Regions from separate parts of the Mus musculus genome. Here region 1 is linked to region 2. A link is a contact called in public promoter capture Hi-C data. All regions are on one chromosome and are shown on one strand. The core of a region is the stretch at or near the end of the contact, and the rest is flanking DNA. Distances in the headings are between cores, read along the strand shown. Region 1 overlaps Nr3c2 (nuclear receptor subfamily 3, group C, member 2). Region 2 holds the start of Nr3c2 (nuclear receptor subfamily 3, group C, member 2).

What was found. Promoter capture Hi-C pulls out the DNA fragments that hold promoters and counts their contacts.
Region 1: a contact with region 2 is called in a promoter capture Hi-C map of liver. The contact joins the enhancer-like site here to the promoter of Nr3c2 in region 2. A contact is called at or near these places in 2 of 39 promoter capture datasets (hippocampal neurons and liver), 3 of 484 Hi-C or Micro-C datasets (cortical neurons, pancreatic cancer cells and peritoneal macrophages), 1 of 115 datasets of contacts at active chromatin or transcription factors (fetal liver) and 1 of 9 other capture datasets (adipose tissue).

Annotation. Positions count from the first base shown.
Region 1 is chr8:77,097,650-77,104,902 of GRCm38.p6, reverse strand. All of the region lies in intron 3 of Nr3c2 (nuclear receptor subfamily 3, group C, member 2), which reads right to left. Among named protein-coding and RNA genes, the nearest start is that of Gm24838, 45 kb to the left of the region's middle. Within about 2 kb of position 4,347, at least 6 of the 459 cell types and tissues checked have an H3K27ac peak or open chromatin away from gene starts, as enhancers often do. A contact at or near this core is called in liver and pancreatic cancer cells, where this site is marked.
Region 2 is chr8:76,899,159-76,906,524 of GRCm38.p6, reverse strand. Nr3c2 (nuclear receptor subfamily 3, group C, member 2) reads right to left here and starts at 4,195. Exons shown (of 9, transcript NM_001083906.2): 1 at 3,985-4,195. Gm10649 (predicted gene 10649) reads left to right here and starts at 5,904. Exons shown (of 2, transcript NR_028579.2): 1 at 5,904-6,419.

The sequences.
Region 1 (7,253 bases), core at 3,098-5,597, 200 kb before region 2:
ACCTAGCACACACAAGGCCATGTCTGACCTCCCAGCATCACACACAAACAAATGTCACACATATATATGTGACATTTGTATATATTACATATATATAATTTTACATTTATATATAAATTATATGCAATACATGTAATTTATATATAGTAGTTTATATGTAAATTATATATTTATATATAAAATATATTATATTTTATATGAATATAATTATATCTATATCTATATCTATATCTATATCTATATCTGCCCACAAGCAGGGAAGCAGGAGACAGGTGAACAAGAATTCATTTACTGACTTCATGTGTTTTTCAAATTCTCTATAATAAACTTAAACAACCAGTTTTGAAAACAGAATAAATAAAATCATATATATATGCATATGTATATATATATATACACACATATATATGTATATGTGTATATATGTATAATATATGTAATATATATATATATATATATATATATATAAATAAAATGGGCCCTTCAATTCAGTCTGGGGGTTCAGACTGGCAGGATATGTTTGGTCACTGGGTTCTCTCACCTCTTGGCTGCTTCCTACTCTTAGAAACCTTCCTGCCAGAGGCAGGCTGAGATGCCCCAGGAAGCACCAAGGCAATTTGCTTTCTGGGTTCTATCTGAGATCAGACTTTGGTTGTTTCAGAGTGCTTTCAGGACTCCCATAAACACTGAGGAATGACATACACCGTATGCAGTTTATTTATACAAATTCATTCTGATCAGTATGGGTTTTTATGAAATGGGCTTTAAGTGGGACACACAAATTAGCTCCTGCTAAGGGCTGAAAAAAAAAAGCATGAAATAACCCAGTCAGGTGAAGGAGCTTTGAAGCTGCTTCAGTTTCTTACGTCAGCAGAGAGTCTTTGGAACTCACTAAAAGCAGCTCATCCGTTGGCTTCTTCTGGGGCAGAATGACTTCAGAAGCGCCTCGCTACAACAGGGGCTGAGCAGAGAGCAGTTCCCTGTGCTGAGGCTGTGCACAGGTGTCACTGCGCACAGAGCCACTGGCAGGTTGTTTGAGGAACAGTTGTAACATAAGAGAAAGGGTTCACTGTGGTAAACTCTGATTAACATATACAATAGAGTGAGCCCCTGTACAAGTGATATGGAAATTAACTTGCAACAAATCAAGACATCTTAAAAGATGGTGCCTGAGTTCTCATGTGGGGCTCTGTTGGGTTGCTTTGGGTTGAAAGTTGGTCTGTAACCATCCTCCGTCAACACTGTCCCTTTGGATTAATTTGCATCCTGCCTTCTGAAGGGTGAGCAATGGTGCCAGGGATATGTTCTAGTTCTGTTTATTTTTCTAAAAAAAAGTCACCAGGAGCTTTGTTCTTCCCCTTTGAATGTGACTGTGGGCAGGGGAGATCGCTCAGTGCTTAAAAGCTCACTTGTCTTACAGAGGAATAAAGTTCAGCTTCAATTACCTAGGCCCCACAACTCACAACAGCTCTGAGTCCAACTCCTTGGGATCCTACAACCTCTTCCGACCTCCACAAACACCTGCATCCACATGCAGTTTCTCTGCCTCTCTGTCTCTGTCTCTGTCTCTGTCTCTGTCTCTGTCTCTGTCTCTGTCTCCCTCTCCCTTCCCTCTCTCTCTCCCCACATCCTGCTCTCTGTCTCTCACACATGGAGATACATACTTAAAAAAATCTTTAAAATGTGTTTGCCCAAGGTAGATTGGTGGCAATTTAAAATCTGTAACCAAGGGGCACTGTGTGTGGGAGTGATACAGCTACATGTACAGAGTCCAGTGACATGACTGCATGGAGAGAACCGGATGTAACTGGTCCCGGCATGCTTCTTCCTGAGCACGAGCTCCCGAGCTCACACCTGTGCTGGACAGGCCGCTCTTACACCTTCCTACTAAGGTCGTAGTCTACCCTGTCTGGCTGAGCGGGGTGCAAAATGAGGACTCCCTTTTCTTTTTTTCCTTTCTTCTTTTTCTTTTCTTTGAGACAGGGTTTCTCTGTGTAGCCCTGGCTGTCCTGGAACTCACTCTGTAGACCAGGCTGGCCTTGAACTCAAAAAATCCGCCTGCCTCTGCCTCCCAAGTGCTGGGATTAAAGGTGTGTGTCATGATTGCCTGGTGAGGACTCCCTTGTCTTAGCAGGGCTTCCTCTTCTCTGCCTGATCACACAATCCTCCACAAAGTTACTGGTTCAATTTTCTGGAATGCCTCTCCATGCAAATGAGGTACTTGAAACCTCAGCCAATGAAAGTTCACCCTAAGTAGAACCCCTTCAAATGCTCCCGGGTTCAAGTATATAGCCCTTGATTTACCCCAAATAAAGTGTATGAGATGTTTTCTAAGCACTGAAGTCTTCAGAGGAGATCACCCCATCCCCTTTACCTCCTCCACCTCCGAACCCCCTAACCCCCACCTCCCTTGTCCCACACCCCTGACACCCCCACACCTCCCCTATCCCCCATGCCGCCCATTCACTGAAGGACTGAGATCCTGCTGACCCACATTTCCAGACTTCGCTTTACCCTTCCCCATCCTGTATGTATCAGGGTGTGGACACCCCAAGGGCAGAAGTCTGCCAGGGGAGTCCTAGCTACTGAACACTTGGTCTGGGAGAGGTAATATTACTCTGTCAGGTCACCAGAACTGTTGGAAGAGCCAGAACTCTATACATTTCAGTCTCCTTTCTGTTGCTGTGACAAACATACCAACAAAGGGTTTGCTCAGCTTACAGTTCCAACTTCAGTCCACCACCTCAGGGAAGCCAAAGCAGGAACATTAGCAGTTAGTTGCTTGGTATCCACAGTCAAGAGCCAAGAGAGAACCAACACACTCTTGCCTGCTTATTTGTTAGCTTCCTCTGTTCTTGTGGAGCCTAGGACTCAGCCCATGCAATGGTACTGTCCACACTGGGCATGTCTTCTCTCATTAACAGTGAAGACAATCTTTCATAGACACACTCTCAGGCCAACATAATCTAGTTAATTCTCAGTCCAACTCTCTTCCCAGGTGATTCTAGCTTCCATTAAGTGGACAGTCAAGCTAAGCCGCACTAAATGTATATATGTTTATGTACTCTTGTGTATGTGAGTTAGTGTTTGAGGTCATCACCAGGTGTTCTTGATCTCATGCTTATCTTTGAGTCGGGGTCTCTCATTGTACGTGGAACTCACTGATTTGGAGAGACTTTTTGGCCAGCAAGGCCCAGGGATCATCTTCTTTCTGCCCTACACTCAGTATTGGTTTTACGAGTGAGTGCCACCAACCCGAACCAGCTCTTTAACGTGGGGATTAATTCTGATCCTTATGCCTGAATTACAAATCTTCCACTGATTGAGTCATCTCCTTAGCCTTGCCTCATTTTCAAAATCAATGACTGCATTTTCTTCTCTTGAAAAGAAAATAAAAATTAAAGTTAGCTCCATTTAAGGTCCTCATTAGCAGAATTTTGGTAAATTTTTGTTTCAAGTTAGAATTTGAATTACTCCTTTTAGAAAAATAATAGGGTAGGACTTTTGAACTGTGCCCACACCTAATATCATGTGGTGAATCTCACCTACAAAATAGTATTAGAGCTTTTAATGTCATCCATCACTGTATTTGATAATAAAAGAGAGCTATTTGCACAATTGGGAAAGCTGCTGGCTCTAGGTGTACAATTCTCCTTCATTCTTTCTTCTCACCAGGGATCAGATCTACCCCTTGCAGGTTTCAAATATACCTTTTATATTTAGTGTTTATGGGGCAGGGCTGGGTGGAGTTAGACTCTGACATACAAAACTATTGTTCCATAACATATTTATAGATCGTCCCACTGCATAACCATGTAGAAAGGTATAGCATGCACTAGGCCCAGCCTGGCAGAGAGTGACAGCACTGACAATTGATTTTTTTACTTGGTGTCTCTACAGGTCAGGTACTTAAGATGTATGATCTCCAAGCTCTCACACACCATGAGAACCAGGTATTACTTTTACAGTTAGAATCAAGAAGATGTTTGGTACTACACCCAGGATGAAATGTATGCACTCATGTATGTGATACCTGAGTCAGTCATATATTACATAGTGACATAAAGTAAGAAAGAAACATATGCAAAAAGAGCTGCTCATAGGCCCAGCTATGTATCCTTCACCATTGACATGGGGAGAAATTGTTCATTATTCTAGTTAACTTCCTCCTTAAAAACTAAGATACTGGAGGGATTAGGATGTGATGGGGGGTTGATTTCCTCAAAATGCATTGTATGCACATATGAAATTTCTAGTTAATAAAACATTACAATACTGCCTAACCTTTACCCAAAGTGCCCAGGAGGTGGGGGGAGGGGCACAATGTCCACTTCAAGCTTGGCTCGTGGTTGTAGTTAATAATTATTAACTATGACAAATACCATGAACAATGGCACCAGGATTTCAGCATGGCTTGCTGAGGTTATGAATCTGACTACAGTGGGGTAAATTTAAAAGGAAGATGAGAAACTATCATTAGTCTCAGTTACAATTAAAGTAAACGCAGTTGTCAAACATTAAGCTTTAACAGACCGAGTCTAGAAATAGTGTCTTAAAAGGAAATTGGGTAAGAGAAAGCCAATTGTCTATTTTACATCTGAGAGGATTATTTTATTATGTGATCTTAAGAGTATTGTATGCATATTAGAGAATATTCACCCTATAGTTTGAGTAACACAGGGCAAGTTACTGCACAGGCCTCCTTTCCTTGGATTTTTGAAGTAGCTATTCACTCAGTGACAGGTGACTATGTGTAATATATTCTTGAAAGAATATAGTTGATGACTCCTCCTCAGACGATATGAAAGCAAGAAGAAGCTTCCTGTGAGCCTACACCAGTGTTGCGCTGTGTCCCTTAGGGGACAGTGCTCTGCAACCTGCAGCAGGTCTTCCCCTCGGCATAATGACATTTCCATTCTTCTCAAGGAAACAGGAAAGTCCAGATCACATAAACACTCGGAAGAACAGGGTCCTAAATGTGATTGCTGGTGGAATGACTACTCGTGAGCCTCCTTAAAATGATTACTAATGTTTTAGTTTAAAATCTGAAATGTAGTTTAATAACCCCTAAGTTATTTAAGAGGTGTTGGAGAGGTGGCTCAGACAGTAAATGTTCTAGCTGTGTAAACATGATGTCTCAGGTTGGATTCTCTAGCTCACAAACCCACATAAACCAGATTCAGGGTTATGCATCTATAATCCCAGTACTCCACAGTGAGATGCCAGGCAGAGGCAGGAGAATCACTGAAGCTCATGGGCCAGCTAGTCTGGAGTACTCAATGTGCTGGCAGATACAAGAGAGGCGCTGCATGAACAAAAATGAAGGCAAGCACCTATGCACACATGCACTCATGGGCATTCACCCACACAAATAAACAAGTATTTTTTTAAAAAAAATAATTTAAGAGTCAAGGATTAAATGCATGTGTTTAGTGAACTTAGGCACCCCTGGTATCTGAGGTCACTTCCCCCCCGCCCCCTTAGCAAAGATAAGCAAAGAAACTGTAGTCAGATATGTTAAAAGTCTATTTAAGTTAAAGAAATTTAAAGGAAAGATTGTTTGAGGGATTAACCAAGCCAGTTTTAAATGGTATTTCTTAATTGAACCTCTTTTACAGATTTATTTATTTATTTTATGTAAATGAGTGCTCAATCTGTATGTACACCTGCATGCCAGAAAAGGGCTTCAAATCCCAGCATAGATGGTTGTGAGCTTCCATGTGGTTGTTGGGAGTTGAACTCAAGACCTCTAGAAGAACAGACAGTGCTCATAACTGCTGGACCATCTCGTTAGCCCCCTGAACTTCTTTTAAAATCAGGCATTTTGTTAATGTTGACCAACATTCTTTGTTATTATTCTTCCTTTTTAAAGTCTAATTTTAAACATATTAGATAATACAAAAGAAACATGTGAGGAAACATTTATCTGTGGTCCTTTTTATGTATGCCTTTTTATTAGAGCTGTCCCAGTTGAAATCCTTTTCTTCAAATAATTTTTAAAATGCAATAATTCTCTGAATTGTTTTATGTGTTCAAAGTTCAACAGAGGTTAATTTTTCCTATTAAAATGACTTTCTAGATTTGCATCTCTTCCTTGTGGGTCACTACCATGAATTACAAGTCAGCCCAAGGAAAAACAGAATAAATATCAGTGTCTGAATACATGAGTGTTCTGTTTGTTGAACTGAGCTCCGTAGCGAGAAATTTTATTGTAAAAAAAGTAAAAGAACTATTTTAAAGAGAAAATAAATATTTAAGGGTTCCATTTGGTTTCTGCAGTAGTCCTACCATTTCATAAATATTTCTCAAAATATAGCTGACCATTGCTGGCTGTGGTGGTGCCCGCCTTTAATCTCAGTGCTCAGTAGGCAGAGGCAGGCTCTGCGTCTGAGGCCAGTCTCCCCTACAGACAGAGTTCTAGGACAGCCAGGGCTGCATAGGGTAACTCTGTCTCAAAAAACAAATTATGCAGTAATTAAATAAAAGTATGCCAATTAAAAAGTATGCGGATTGCCGAGAAGGCAGTCACGTGCTTATATGAGGTCTTCCTGCCTTTTAACCAATGGGAACAAAGTACAGAGTGCACGTGGGGCCACGTCAGAAGGGCTGGCTGAAGGACTGACTACACCCGGGTTCTCTACACCATAGGCAGCGTAGTCCACGGCTTCCATCACCAGTAACTGCTGTGTCTCACGCAGCTCCAGCCCTGTGGCTTCTCTGCCTTTCTCTGTCTTCTCAGCACCCAGTGCTGCCTTGATTACCTGCGTTCTGACCCTGTCTTACTTATATCTGAGTGAGTTCTGAGCTACCTTATTTCTGATTACAGCTCAATTCTCTCAGATTATGGTGAAATTAGAAAGAGGTCAGTTATCTCAATACTTCCAAGGTGCAACATAAGTATAGTGAATTTTAAGTATCATTAATTGTTAATTACATAAATGAAACTCTTTAAATAAATCCTAATCAGGTGTGTCACAAGAACATTTAATTTTAAAAAAACAGAAAGAGAAGGTTATTAGAAGGATTTTCTAGTCTATTATTTAGTAGTGACATTTCTATAAATATTTCAAGTTTTTCCCCTCAGGATTGTTTTTGCTGAGATTTTTATTTAGGATTTCGATGACACACTATTACTACCTCCCAACCCTACTCATTTTCAGTTCACACAGGAACATCAGTATCAAATTGTGAACTCTCTTTACTGGAGAAATGCTATGTTAGGGCCACATTAGGAAAACATTCTGTGCTTGGGA
Region 2 (7,366 bases), core at 2,946-5,445:
AAAACAGATCACAGTAGAAAAATTAATTCAGCCCAGAAATATCTTATCTGTACATCTTAGTATTAAAAATCACACCTGCGTATATTTTCAAATCTATATGTCCTGCCAAGTTTATAGTTCTTTATCTATGAAGCCTACTACAGGCCTTCTAGCCTTTCTCTGCTTTACCTCCAGCCCCTTCTCCCCAACCCTCTGATTATTAAAAAAAAAAAAAAAAAAAAAAAGACCAGGAAGTCCTTTACTACAGAATTTAAATTAACATTACAAAATAATATAAGGACTTAACGAAATAATTGATACTACACATCACAAACCTCTATAATGAAATGTAAGGCACAAATTGCCAGAGTATCACAATTGCCCCTGACTTCTCTGTATTCTACAGTAGATTTTAAATTATGAGTAGTTAGAAACTATCAGTTTTACCACTGTGTCCCAGATGGACAGTAAAATGCAAATAAAATGTTTAACTATTATACTATAATCAATACTCCATTTGTGAACCTTAAAAACCTACCAATTATGTAGTATGCTTTCACTTAAAGAACATTATTCTATTAATTCTTAATCAAAAATCAATTTCTAAAAAGTAGAAAATAAATCAAATCAGAAAGATTGAGGTAGTAATCTGGCAATTTCAGCCAAAAAAGGTAAATATGGACAAAAACCCAGTAAAAGTTGAAACACACACACACACACACACACACACACATACACACGCACACACATACACACACACATACATGAACTAGGACCCAAATCATTGCTAATAGTGGGCATTTTTTACTCTTCTGAAGACTCATTTAGTCAGAGCAATAAATTTGAAGATGGGGTGAATATTTTTACATGCTGCTTGTTTGTACAGAGACTATTCTGTTCTTTCCCTCCCAAAGATTGATGTATACAGCTGAGATATATGTGTTTTTGGTTCAAATCTATTAACCTTCACAAGAACTATGTGTGTGCTCAGAAGAGAACTCGTGTATATGCATCCTACTCTACATCACCAAACTCATATGCCTCTCCTGTACCATGAGCTCCCCAAAGGCCTTCAAGGGAAGTTGCCCCTTTGTTTCCTCATTAGAAGGCTTCCCAAGGAACCTCCTCCAACTCTCCTAGCTGTAGCCTTCAACCTCCCCTCCATCCTAAGCAACAGGGATGTCTGCCCTGAGTCTGAAGGGGACTCACATAGACCCTTCTCCAGAACTTCACCAGCCCAACTCTCTTCTGGGATAGGTGAACACTGCTTTCTATGAGGTCTCACAATGAAAATCTGGATTTCAAAAGCCCTGGAAGATTTTAAAATGGAGAAAGTAGTGTGCTTTTAATCCAGCACCCCTAAAATAATTTACCTCTGTACATGTTGTTGTTGTTGAGAGGACCTACTAATATCCCGAGTGGGCTCTTGTCACTATTGTCTAAATGAGTCATATGCCAGGTCTATAAATCTCCTTAAAGCTCACAGTAGAATCCTTCCTGGAAGCTGTGGGCACCAGCCACAGTTTCTCTACAGGGAAGCAGCTTATCAGCTAACATCAGACAGCTGATATCAACTTCTGAAGTCCTGGTTCTCCAAACCCTGGACTCCCAAAACATTCTCCTAAAGGCAACTGCATTTCACAGAATTATGGACAGGAATATGGTGAAGAGTTTGCCAGACGCTTTGCTAGAATCTAAATTGGCTTTGTTCAAGGTATCGTCATCTGTCTCCTCACCTACCTCTCAAAGGAAACAGAGATGGTTGGCAACCAACCCAGAAGGGTGGGCAACAACTGGCACGTGAACGATTTCCCTGTAAACACTGTTGTAAAGAGCAGATGCTTTTAAAATAGGATTACTGAAATATTTTATGGTGACTTCTCCTCGGTTATTATTTTAGTATTTTTTTTAATAAACAAATGAGTTAGGTTAGAAATTTATTTCCTGTGTTGTCCAGGAAACTGGGGTTGACATTTTAGAATTGACACAATGATCATGGCTTTGAAGAGTACTTCAGTCAACCTGAACTTACCAATGAATACTAAAAATACAGCTTGATGAGTATGATCCTCATAAAACTTTATCCTGAGGGTAAAGGGAAAGGTTTTTGTTATCTAAGTATAAAATAAAGCAGGGAGTTCCATGAGTACCTAGCTTAGGGAAAAGCAGGCCTCTAAGCTTCCCAGAAACACTGTAGCAGAGACGCTTGGGCCATTGCGGACCTTTATTTCCATGCAAAAGGAACACAAAAATATCCACATAGATAAGGGAAAGCACCAACAGGCTTTACGTGTGTGTGTGTGTGTGTGTGTGTGTGTGTGTGTGTGTGTGTGTATACACATACACGTGCTCATGTTTACATGTATGTGTGCAAAGGACTCACTAATATCCTGAGGGGCACTTGCCACTATTGTCCTAAATGAGCCATATGCTAGGTATACAAATCTCTCTAGAGCTCAGAATTATGTATATATATGCATAAATTAAATTAAATATATTATGTATAATATATTTCCTTAAATACTATTAGCACAAAGGAAACAGTTTAAAACTTTGTTTCATAGTCTGTTAAATTGCCCTATTCCATAACAAAGTAGTTTCTTTTTTTCCCCCCAGGAATTATTAGAGATTCTTGGGAATTTGTATCTTTTCTGGAAACTTTCACTTTTAATGCTGCTCAAAACATATCTGCTTCTTAATGGCATCTTCCCCCTTCTCCCCAGTTATGTTACTGTCCTGGAGTGGTACAGTAGAGACCCATCCTTGAGGGCTGCTTTAGAAGGCAGATAACTTCAGGAAACTAGTTTGAGTTGCTCTGCTCTTCAAGACTGTTACCTTCCCCTCTTATAGATGAAGGATAAACCTGCCAAGGTCACCTAAGAGAGTGGGAGAACCAGTTAGAGCCAAGCACACATGAGTTCTGCTCACTGGCTTGACCCAATGAGCCGCATCAGCTTGCTCTCTCTCTCTCTCTCTCTCTCTCTCTCTCTCTCTCTCTCTCTCTCTCTCTCTCTCTCCTCTCACCTGCCCTCTTCCTTTAAGGAAAAAGCTTTCCATAAAAGAAAAAGCTTTGCTTTAGCTTTAGTCTCTCCTAAACTCCCGAAAGTATTTCATGACACAAATGGTAGGTAGCATGCCATGATGTCAAACGTGGAATTAAAGCTCCAAGGGAGGACTACATAGATGGAGAATGCTGTTATCACTACTATGTAAATATCACCAATAACAGTACCTACAGAGTGAAGACCCGCGATGTTAAGATGCAGCTTGGTGTCTTTAAAACTCAGCGGCTTTAATAACTCTTCTGCTAGCAAAAGTTTTCCGAACTACGATATGATAAATAAATAAAGCAGATGGTATGATGAAGCATTATGATTTAAACCTCGTCTTTTAAAAATTCAGCAGGAAAAGTCATGTACCTAAAACCCATCTGGAAAAGGATGCCACCCAAAGTAGCTTCATCCCTTGTCTGTCCCTGTCCTAAGAATCCCCTAGAGTTTCCCCAAATATAAAGGAACTGGGAACGCAAGATTTTCCAGACCTCGTTCATACAAGATCTATGGTGATCTAGCTCCTTCAACTGCCCTTATCGGCTACACCTCCCACTCAGACTGGGGAGCTTCCGCAATTGATAGATGAAAGAAACATTATTCAAACGTCCTTTAAAATTTGCAAGAGCCAAACGATCTGAAATTCATTTTTGGGGAAAGGGGAGGGTGGTAGACCGCCCACTGCCAAAGGCGGTTAAAAGCCGCTCTTTAGAGGGCATTTATCCAAAGTGGCCAAACTTTCCCAAAATAGTCCTCAGCCAGCCGGGGGTGGGGGGGGGTGGGGGTGGGGAGGGTGTGGGGGATGAAAAACCAAAACAAAACAACAAGCACACAGAACCATACTGACTGTGCCTCCGGATTACGCAGCGGCTTCTCCCTGCAAAGTGCAAGCCACCCTTGCCACAGTCGCACACCGGGCTGGACCAGAGACGCCCCACTGCGCACCCCTACACACCTGCCTTGGCCAGGGTCGTCCTCTCGCCGTCTACCTGTTGCAGTGCTTGCCACCTCCACGACACCCCTGCTGCGGAGCCCCCCTACATCCAACCACATCCAGGCCAGCAAGTGCCGCTCTCCCTGCAGCGGGAGAGCCCAAGACAGCAGCGCTTGGCGCCCAGGTGACTTGCACAAGCTTCCTCTGAGCAGCCTGAAGTTGGCTCTCTTCTCCCGGGCCCAATGACACCCCGGGTGCGCAGGAGCTGAGGGGAGGGGTCAGGGGCAGGGCCGGGGCGGGCCAAGAGGAGGGGGCGGGCGAAAGCCCCGAGGGGGGAGTGGAAAGCCGGCCCTTTTAAACCGGGTCACATGTCCAGAAAGTTCAGGTCGCTGTCCCGCCCGCTGGAGCCATTTCCATTGGCCAAGGGGGAAACAAGGCTCCACGCTGTGCGGGCCAGGCGCGCTTCTCATTGGGCAACAGGGGCTGTCAGTCACCAGGCGGGCGACATGACTGATACAAAGTTGCTGCGACACAGCCTGGACTCCGCAGCTTCCTTAAAGCCGCAGAGGCGGCGAGTTCTCCTGGTTCCCGGAGGTGGCCCCGACCGGGCAACCCCTGCACACGCTACCCTTTAGCCCACTCTGCTCCTTCGCCCCAAACTTCTCACCTACACAACTGTCGCCCCCCCCCCACCCTCCCTGGCGACCACAGCAATCTGGAGAGAAGGGGAAAGCATGGTGACGCTAGAGCAGCCTAGATGGTGAGCCCTTGCTCTCTCCACCTGCAGCGCCAGGTGAGCCACAGCGGTGCACACCCGGCGCCTCCCACAGCGTCCTCAGGCCTAGGACTGCTCGGGTGGGTGTCCCCGGGACCCCTGAAGCTCTGCTCCCGCCCCCTCCCGTTCTCAGAGTTACCTTCCCGCCGAGCAGCCTTAATCTCCGCTGTCGGAGAGACAGAGGATCTCGTTCCCACTCGATTTCAGTTTCCTTGTGTTAACCACGCAGGAAAAGCGGGTGCTTTCAGTGCAGCCAAACCCCTTTAAACACAGCCTTCCTTCCACCCCACCCCCTGCCAAAAAAAAAAAAAAAAGTGCCAGGGTCAAGAGCTGAGGCGCCTGATAATTTTGTTACTGTACTTATACTACTTTAGTCCTGGATTTTTCCACTAGTTCAATATGCAAGAAAGCTTACTATCTCGAGGATATTCACTTTATAATGTGTGAAAGGGGTGCACATAATTGGGGCAGGTATACTGGATGAGGGGAGACACTAAAACTATTTTTTAAGGATCGTTTGTCTGCGCGAAGAAATTTCGACCCCTTTCCTTCGCCCAACCCTGATTTCCCTCCCATCCACCCAAGCACTGCACTTGCTAAGCCGAAAGATGGACTCCTTAACTTTAATTTCTAAGGACTTTTAGACTGGTTTGAGGCTCGTCTTTGGACTCCCCTGCTGGCTGGGAGTCAGCACCAGTGATATACACACCTAAATCTGGTCCCCTGGCCCTTGGCGACCCGCAGGCCGCCGGCGGCAGCTGTGCAGCTTCAGGCTCACCCTCACTCGCCAGGAGCTGAAGCCCCAGAAGGAGGAGGGCATCTTGTGCCCAAAGGCCCCTCCTTTCCTTACAGTTAGTTAAACCTCAGGATCCCGGATCCCAAGCCCAAGGAGACTGGAAGTCTCAGTCACTCCAGCAGGACACTCCCCAGAGGCAAAAGAAACTGCAGCGGAGACGACAAGCTGGTTGGGACTCCAGTGCCCATCAGTCGCCAGCGTAGAGCTGGCCCTGGAGCCCCTACACACATGAATCCCCCGCCGAGTGTCCCAACTTTCCCGGGAGGGTAGCTGTCACGCGCGCTGGGAGAGCACTCTCAGCATCGATCACGCCCGGGGCCGCGCGCGGGTGGCGAGCTGGAGCTAGGGGAGTTCCGGACCCGGCGGCCCGGGCTCGCCAAGCAGCAGTGGCTGCAACTCAGCCAGTGTGGGTATTCATTATTAAAGAAATGGACCGGGCTCTTTTTACTAAGTTTTTATCTCCTTTAGGGAGAGCTGGTTTTGCCCTGGATCGAAGCTCCTTGCAAAATCTAGGTTAGAATGGCACGGAGCAGCCTCCGCGCGCTCGCCAGCCTCCCAGCACCCGTGTCCCGGGCCGGCCTGGCGGGCACCTGGTCTACTGCCGGCAGCCCACCTCCTTGAGCCGACCCGCTTCCCCTCTGCACTGGCCCTGGCACCCCGGGGCCTCTCCCTTGCGTTCCTCGGCCCCCTCCCACCACTGTCGGTGCAAAGTGACAGTTGCTGCACTCACCTTTTCTAGGACATGGTAGGGAGACTGGGGCGGGGGAGGGGGCCAGCGAGACTCCCGCCGCCTCCGCCGCTGCCGCCGTCAACAGCAAGTCCAATACCGGCTGATCGGCAATCAGGATGGAGAGGATAGCAATCCTGGCAGTCGCCCTACTGACGGTGGGTACAGTAATAGAGCGACTGTGCAGATACCCTATTGGAGGCGGCGAGCCAGCAAGCTGGCGAGCTGGAGGCACTAAATTGCGCCTAGGGGGCTCCGAGCACCCGCCGGTCCCCAGCAGTGGCGGCCCGGCTTGGGGCCGGCGGGTCTCCCAGTCTGCTGGTTCGTCCTGCAGTGACTGTGGAGGTCCCGGGAGCCCGCCAGTCCAGCGGTAAGCTCCCGCGCCTGCAGCGGGGAAGCGGGGCTCTCCGCGCCCCCTCCCAGGGCTGGGGTAGCGGGTGACAGCTCAGGCAACAGAGCGTCTTGTGTGTGTGTGTGTGTGTGTGTGTGTGTGTGTGTGCGCGCGCGTTTGTGGGGGCAGCCGCAGGGGGAGCCCTCGGCGCCGTGGCCCCCTCCTCGGTCACACCCTCACTTGCAGTATGAGGCTGTCCAGCGGTCCTGCCACCCGCTGGTGGGAGACAGGGGTGCTGGTGGCTGTCGTCGGAACCCCAGCCACTGACAGCAAGAAGGCCGAGGGAAAACGGAACCCCAGTGCACGCACCCTCTTCTCTTCGCCGGCCCCCAAAGTCAGCCCTGACCTGGCGTCTGGCCTCAGGTGCAGGTGCCACCGGATAGGGAGTGGAGGGCTGGAAAACCAAGAGCGGGCCAGGAGGGAAAAGTTTCTTTCCTGCTCCTCCACTGCCCACCCAGTGAGACAGCTCTTGGGTCGCTGCCCTACCCCCACCGTGGGGGGGGGGGCACCAGGCGGGCCGGGGTGTCTGCGCACCAGGGCGCGTGGGAAGCGACCGCTAGCGACCCCGCGCTTCCATAGCGGCCGCCCGGAGCGCTGCGGGCCCAGAAAGGGGAGAACGGCTGCAACCCTCCCCCGTCGCGCGCCTCCGCGCCTCCCCGCGCGCCCCCGCGCCCTTGCGCCCGCCCGGGCAGACACCTACGCAGATGCGAAAGT